Linked DNA regions of Gossypium arboreum: region 2 is linked to region 1. The links are chromatin contacts, called in public Hi-C maps. All regions are on one chromosome and are shown on one strand. The core of a region is the stretch at or near the end of the contact, and the rest is flanking DNA. Distances in the headings are between cores, read along the strand shown.

The links. A called contact is a pair of places that touch in the nucleus more often than the background predicts.
Region 2: a contact with region 1 is called in a Hi-C map of leaf, with 3 times the contacts expected there. The contact joins the enhancer-like site here to the promoter of LOC108471716 in region 1. A contact is called at or near these places in 2 of 5 Hi-C or Micro-C datasets (both in leaf).

The regions. Positions count from the first base shown.
Region 1 is chr11:119,679,540-119,683,711 of ASM2569848v2, reverse strand. LOC108471716 reads left to right here and starts at 1,311. Exons shown (of 17, transcript XM_053021363.1): 1 at 1,311-3,283; 2 at 3,286-3,574; 3 at 3,725-4,172. The coding sequence starts at 1,661.
Region 2 is chr11:119,715,903-119,719,744 of ASM2569848v2, reverse strand. No RefSeq gene overlaps it. Among protein-coding and RNA genes, the nearest start is that of LOC108472811, 12 kb to the left of the region's middle. Within about 2 kb of position 1,489, at least 2 of the 2 cell types and tissues checked have an H3K27ac peak or open chromatin away from gene starts, as enhancers often do. A contact at or near this core is called in leaf, where this site is marked.

The DNA.
Region 1 (4,172 bases), core at 62-2,561:
CGAGTCCTTTAAATAACTTTTTGAATCAATCACTACTAAATTCTACTAGCGCTATAATCAAATAGTTGGTTGATGGATTCAAATAAAATAGCCTTTATTTATAGAAGCATCTCTAGCTCCATCTCGGAGGCAAAGTGTAGGGCTTTGAGGGATTCAAATGCTTAAGGATAAGTGATGCTTTATTGATTGATTTTTCCTCATTAAAAGAAATTGTGAAACAGAGTTTGGGTATGTCTGTAAAATAAGAAAGAAATTAACTTTGGGTGTGAGTTTAATGGTGAGTGCTTAATGATGAAGTGATGATGTAGTTTGGATCTAGTATAATTGGGTATCGATTTAGTATGGTATTTAGATTGTGAGGTTTGCGCGAGAGTATAAAAACAATGGGAAGCTTGAAGATGAATGAGAAAGGAGACGAAGGGATGAATGTTGTTTTACAAAGTCTATCTCTTTTGTTTGGTTGACCAAAAATTTTAGCAAGAGGACAAAAATTGATTTTTTTTTCTTGTAATTTTTTTAATCGTTATGTTGTGTGGTGGCATATATAAAAAATAGGAGCATTTTGTGAGTTTTTTTTTTAATAATGATTTTGAATTATAACTAAGAAAACTTTACTTATTTTGATTTTAGGTTTTGATTAATTATTTTTTCTAATGTTTTATTTATAAATTTTAGAATTTGGACTAAATTGACAAAATGTGCAAACATTAAAAGTTAAATTTGTTGAGCTTTTAGAATTAGGACCATATAGCAATTAATACTTTATGTAATTTTATATATATTTTAAATATTTTATATTTTATGTCCTTTTATAATAAATTATATATATTTCAAGTTTTTAAAATTTTTGAATTTTTGAATTTGGACTAAATTAACAAAATGTGCAAATATTGAGGTTAAATTTGTTGATTTTTTCTAAAATTAGGGCCAACTTGACAAAATATACAAAGTGTTAATGACTAAATTTGTTATTATATTAATAAAAAAGACTACCACGTTAGTATTTCATTCAATAACTAAGACATTTTAATGGTGGAATGACTAAAATGATAAATAACCTAATGAAATAAACTAAATTAACAAAAAAAGTAACTAAAATAGGAATGCATCAAAATTTGGATGACTATCTGAATAATTTACCCTTTAAAATTTTTAGAATTATTATTAAAAAATTAAAAGTATCAAATTAATATTTTAATTATAGTTTAGGAACTAAATTAATATTTTAATTATAGTTTAGGAACTAAATTAATTAACATATTACATTACTTATCCATCATGGGTAATAAAAATAAAATATTTCAATAACTTTAGTAATAATGAAATAACTTGAGTGATTTACCTTAAAAAAAAAATTGAAATGTCGTAATTTGATCTAGTCAAACTGTATGTGCTTAATTTCCACTGAAGGTACCCGCAACCATCCACATTCATTCTGTGTTTTCTTTTGCTGGTTCTTTGATTTCTAATCTAAAGTCTAACGGAGTCGAAGACAACAGTCCATATCCAATTCCACGCCTTACTGAATTTCTATTTCATATCGGCTAACGGCTTCTTCACTTCATTTTTGATTTCTTCTTGCTTGCTTCTTTCCTTTTACTATTTTCTTTTTTTACTCTGTCTGACAGTCATCTGTAACCCCAAAGCAAAAAAAAAAAAAATGGAAGCTATTGGTACTGGTGCTGCTGCCAATGTCTCTTCCGAGACTGCGAAAGGTATCTTCCACCAAGTTAAACGTCATATTAGATATGTAATCTTCTACCAGAAAATTGTTGACAAGTTCGAGCAGAAACACAGGACGTTGATTGCAAAAAGAACTAGTGTGCAGCAAGATGTTGATGTTGCAGAAAGGAACGGGGAGAAGATTAAAGCCGATGTCGTGGATTGGCGCCACAGAGTGGAGAAGGTTGTCACTGAACAGGAGAAGAAAGTGAAGGATCTTGAAGTCAAAGCAAAGACCAAGTGCTTCTTTGGCTTGTGTCCCAACATCAAGTCTCGCTACCAGCTTAGCAGGAAAGCAGAAGAAGCTGCTGCCACTTTTGATGAGCTTATCAAAGATTGCCAGTTTGAACGCGTGGGATACCCTGATGTTCCTGAACCCATAGTCCGTACAGACTTTGAGGCCTTTAAATCAAGAGAGGAGGTTTTCAATGGTATCATGGAGTCACTGAAAGATGCAACAACAAGCATGATTGGAGTGTACGGGATGGCTGGTGTGGGCAAAACATGGCTGGTCAAAGAAGTTGAGAGACAACTCCATGAGGTTAAGTTATTCGATTCAGTAGTTAGGACAACTGTATCTCGAAATCCTGACATTAAGGAAATCCAAGACCAAATGGCGTACTCATTGGATTTGAAGCTTGATGAAAACAGTCCGGTTGTAAGAGCCCGTAGATTGTATGAAAGTTTAAGGAAGGAGAAAAATGTTCTTATTATTTTGGATGATCTTTGGAAGAAACTGGATCTAGCGGAAGTCGGAATTCCATTTGGAAGTCAACACAAAGGATGCAAAATACTGTTGACCTCAAGATATCAAAATGTTCTAATCAATGGGATGGATGCTACAAAGACCTTTGCAATTGGTGATTTAGATGACGAAGAAGCTTGGGAGTTCTTTAAGAAGATGGCCGGGGACGGTGTTGAAAGTGATGAGGAGCTGCGATCTACAGCAATTGAGGTAGCCAAGAAATGTGCAAGATTACCGCTTGCCCTTGCAACTGTTGCAAGGGCGTTGCGAAAGAAACCTTTATTTGTTTGGAGGGATGCTTTACAACAATTACAGAGGCCTTACTTAGAAAAAAGCTCGGACGATATATCTGCTGAGGTCCATTCGGCTATTGAGTTGAGTATCAATCATTTATCGAGTGAAGACCTCAAGCAGATTTTCCTGCTTTGCAGTTTACTGCGTCGTGTCGTTGGGATTGAAGACTTGTTGAGATATGCTTTTGGTTTGGGTCTAATTAAGGGAGTCAACACCATGAAAGCAGCACGAGATAGACTGTTAAAAATGCTTAGTACCCTTAAAGAATCTTGTTTGTTGGTTGATAGTAAAAGTATCAATGAGGTGTCCTTTGATGTGCATGATCTTACTTATATTGTGGCCAAATCAATCGCTTCAAAGGACAATCAAGTGCTTGCTTTAACAGAGGAGGATGAGGATATTGTAACAGATTGGCCAAATGGAGAGTCAATGGAAGAGTGCAACAAGATTATTTTGCAGCATCCTAGTATCAACAAGCTTCCTGACCAGTTGAATTGTCCGCAGCTTTTTCTTTTCTTTTCTTTTTGTTAAGCAAGGATCTCTCCTTGACGTTGCCCGATAACTTCTTCACGGAAGCAAAAAATCTTCAAGTCTTAGATTTGACTTGCATGCATTTTTCTTCTTTACCTTCATCAATTGGTCTCCTAACTAGCCTCAGTACATTGTGCCTAGATCACTGCAAGTTGGGAGATAACCTAACCATTATTGGAGCGCTCAAGAACTTAAATGTGCTTAGCCTTTTTAAATCTGATATCAAAATTGTACCCAAGGAAATTGGGCAATTGTTGAAGCTAAAGTTGTTAGATGTGAGTGGTTGAACTAAACTCAAAACAATTTCAGCTGACGTGTTGCCAAGTTTGTCAAAATTAGAAGAATTATATATGGGTGGCACTTCTATTTAATGGGGACAACCCAATGCTAGTCTTGCTGAACTGAACACACTGTCTCATTTGTCCACTTTAGAAGTTCAAATTCCGGACGCCAAGGCTGCTCCAGAGGACTTCTTTCGAGAGTTGCAAAAGTTGGAAAGATACAAGATTTTCATAGGAAAGGAATGGGAGCGGTTTGGCAACTATCAATATTCAAGAACCTTAAAACTCAGATTAAAGACAAGCATTGATGATTTGGATCATGGAATTAAGAAGTTGGTAAAGAGAACTCAAGATTTAGAATTGGAAGAACTGAAAGGTGTGAAGATTGCACTGAATGAGTTAACAGATGAGGAAAGGGTATCACAATTGCAGAGGCTGCATATCCGAAATGGTTTGGATATTGAATCTATCATTAATGATAAAACTGAAATTCCTCAATTGCAGTCCTTGACATTGCAGGGCCTTCCTCAACTCGTTAGCTTTTGCTCTCAAGACAAAATCGATGCTACCTCATTGTCTCAACGTGAATTGCCACTTTT
Region 2 (3,842 bases), core at 240-2,739, 36 kb before region 1:
TTTTTTAATGAGGTGTGATCGGATCGCCTTTTAATTCGATAGTTTTAGCAAAAGGTTTGATTAACTAAAACAATATTTTTTTTGTCTACAAAAATTCAGAAAATGAGTTCGGGAGTCGGTTACGCAGGAGGAAGGATTAGCACTCTCGTTACGCTCAAAATTGGCATAGAATTGATTATTTGATGTCTTTAGTGTCGAAAATTGAAAATTTGAAGAGAATTTAAAATACAATCCCTTATTAAGACGTTACTTAACTAAATTAGTTTTCACGAAAAGGGGCTTATTTCAAGTTAATCGAGAAGAAATGGTCATGTCCTGTAAGTTAGGACACAGCGCCTTAAATCCTCGAAAATGAGAGCAGACGCTAAAATTTCTTTTTTAAGTAGATATTCGACTATCTCGGTTTTAGAAAGAAGGCATATTCCGTAAGTTAGGAATACAACTCTTTTTAATTCAAAAAATAATGAATATTGCTTCGATTAAAAAAAATCCTTTTTTATGCATCGTGCAGAAACGAACTTTGAAGTTAATCGAGAAGAAAAAATCATGTCCCATTAGTTAGGACAGAACACTTTAAATCCTCGAAAATGAGAACAAACGCTAAAATCCTTTTTTATTATTTATTTTAAAATAAATATTCGATTATCTCGATTTAAGAAGAAAATCATATTCCGTAATTTAGAGACATGACTTTTCTAATTTCAAAATAATGAACATTTGCCTCAGTTTAAAAATTTCCATTTTTTTGTATCATACGAAAAACGAACGTAACGCTTAAAACGATATACATTTTACTTATTTAGACATACTATATACATGGATAAATAATAATAATGTAAACATGACAATATATGTAGAACATTAGAATAATATATAATAAGTGTAGAAGACCCCAGGCCTTTGAAATTATTTACAACAAATAAATAAACTAAATAAAATTAAATTGTTTGCAGTCCATAAAATAAACCCAAACACAAATTGGCCCAAAATCTAAAATTTCTAGAAGACCTTAGCATCATCCTTTGCACTTCAGCCACTTTTAACAGCCTTCAGCACTGATGCTGCCTCCGTGCCAGCCCCACGTGCGCCTCCTTCGCCGTTGCCACGTACGCCATCATCTAGCTGGCTCTGTTCGTGCCTGCAACAAAATAACAACCCACAACAGATTGACAGCAAGGAGATCTAAGGGAAAATTGCTTGTATTTTTTAATATGATTAATATTTTTTTTTCTTCATTTGGCTATAAAAAGCCAGAAAAAATGATGTAATGGGGATCATTTTTTTTCCCACAAAAATACACATGGATATTGAAAGAAAAATCAATTTGAAATTAGTTTTAAGGTGATTTTAAATCTTGTTCTTCCTTGATTTTCATTTCTATTTTCATCATTTTTTATCTATTGCATGAAAAAATGAATCTATAAGGGGAAAGGGAGACTTATCTGTTGTTGAAGGAGCCTTTGAATCTTTGTTTGCTTCACTGAAATTGAAGCTTTGATGAGGATTCGGGGATCTGATTCAAAGATATGGAGGCGAAGGGGAGATTTAATAATGCCTCTGGTTTAGCCGAATGAAGAAGGATGGGTTTTGTTTTTTCCTTTCTTTTGATTTTGTTGAGTGTTTGACTTTAGGTATTTTTTAGCTTGATTTTGTGGTGAATTTGAAACGGTGTTGTATGGATCCACACTTTTGCACTTCGAATGGTTAAATTGCGCAACTGGTCCTTCGCCTTTGTGCAGGTTTTTAATTGATCTGTATTTACATTTTATTTTATTTCAAATTTTTCCTAGAATTTGCGTGTCTTTGCAATTCAGTCCGTACCTAAACACAGTGTTTCAGGTCCTGGAATATTTTCAGTTTTGATCCCTGAATATTCGTGTAGATTACGCTTTAGTCATTATTTCTATTTCAATAGTTCTTTTTATTTTGTAAATTATCTCTTCTATTTAAATTCTATTTTAATTGAGTTTTCTATTTGTATAATTCATTGTTTTAAAATTCATTTAATATTTTTATTCATGTGTTGAGCTTTTTAATAATTTTGCTTTGTTTTTATTTGTGTAATTATTTTGAAGTTCTTTTTATATATCATATTATTTTGACATTTTGTATAATATTTAGTTTAAATCTTTTATATATTTTTATTGAGTTTTTATTTTGTTTAATTCATTATTATTTTAAAATCCGCTTAACATACATTTTAATTCTCGATTATTTATTTTTATATTTCTAGCTACTTTAATAATTTTACTTTGTTTTTAAAATCATTATTGTAAAATTTTCATATCATATCACTTTAACATTTTGTATAATATTTTTCTTAATGTTTTTTGTATATATATATATGATTCATGATAGAGTGCCATGTATATTATTAATTTTTGTTATTTTATACATGTGATTTCTTTTAAACTTATCCCTATATTTTGTTATTTGAAGGAAAACCCACATATTTTATGTATCATTTAAACAATTATTATTCATGTTAAATATGACTCCTATTTTCAGTCAAATTTAAAAAATAGTCTTTCAGTTAAACTCTGTTTACTTGTTTTAATCAAACACTGATTAGTTTAGATTATTTTACTATTATTTGACTTATGAACTTAGCCTATAAATAGGCTTTTTTACAACCTTAGAAAAAACACCCATTAGAGATTAGAACACATAACACATTTAGAGAATTTTGTGTTTACGTTTTGTGGATTCTTTATTTTCGGGTTTTCGGGGTTTAGTTTTTATCTCCATCTTTTGTACTCTTCGTTCTTTTGCCATTATAGTAAAATTATCTTTGCCCATAGTTTTTTATCCTCTTTGGAGGGGTTTTTCCACGTTAAATTTGTGTGTTCAATTTCTCAATTTATTCTGCTATTTTCTTGTTCGTTGCTTAATCGGGTCGAAATCCTAACAATTCACATACTTGGTGCATATATTTGATCATGTTATTTTAAAATATATATATATATATATATATATATATATATATATTTTAAAAAGAAATCTATTTGTATACATAATTATGTTTGTTAAAATATATTACGTATATAGCTTATGATAAAGTTAATTTAATCTTATAATTTATATTTTAATTCCATGATATTTTATATAATTTCTACTTGTATTTCCTTTCAAATTTATTATGTATATAATTTATTCTTTAAAAAAAAACATACATTATTATTTCTTTGTTAGTTAAGATTCTTTCATGTATATATAGCTTTATTGTATATTAGTTTGTTCATCTTTCATGCAGATCGTTTATCCTTTGTTATGGTATTATATCTTTATTATATATTGTTTTATTGATTTTTATTATTGTATGTATATTAACACCTTAAAGTATATAGGTTTTGTTTTTAAAATATTCTTGCATGTTATTAGCTCCAAATTACTTCTTTCACAACATTTATTTTCATATTCATTCACGTATTCTTAGTTTTATTTTATATATGTGCATCCTTTCAAATCCAATCATGTGTTGATTCATTTTGTAAGTTTTCATATATTTAATAGTTTTCAAATTATTTCCAAATTGTTTTGTGTACTATGTGTCGCTTTATTTTTCATGTTATTTCATGTATTATTGTTTTATATTGATTATTAGCCTTTTGCACTATTATTTAAATTATGTTAATTTGTTCTTTTGTTTACTTGCATAATATTTCGTATAGTAATCCATGTTTGTAACTTTGATTTTTTTATACTGTTGCATTGTGATTCAAATTTCAATATTTTGGTTGATATTAGTTATTTCAAGAAAAATAAAAGCATTTTGAGCAAATTTTCAATTTTCCTTAGAATTCAAAAATTCTGAAATAAGGCAATACCCAATATTTGAGAAT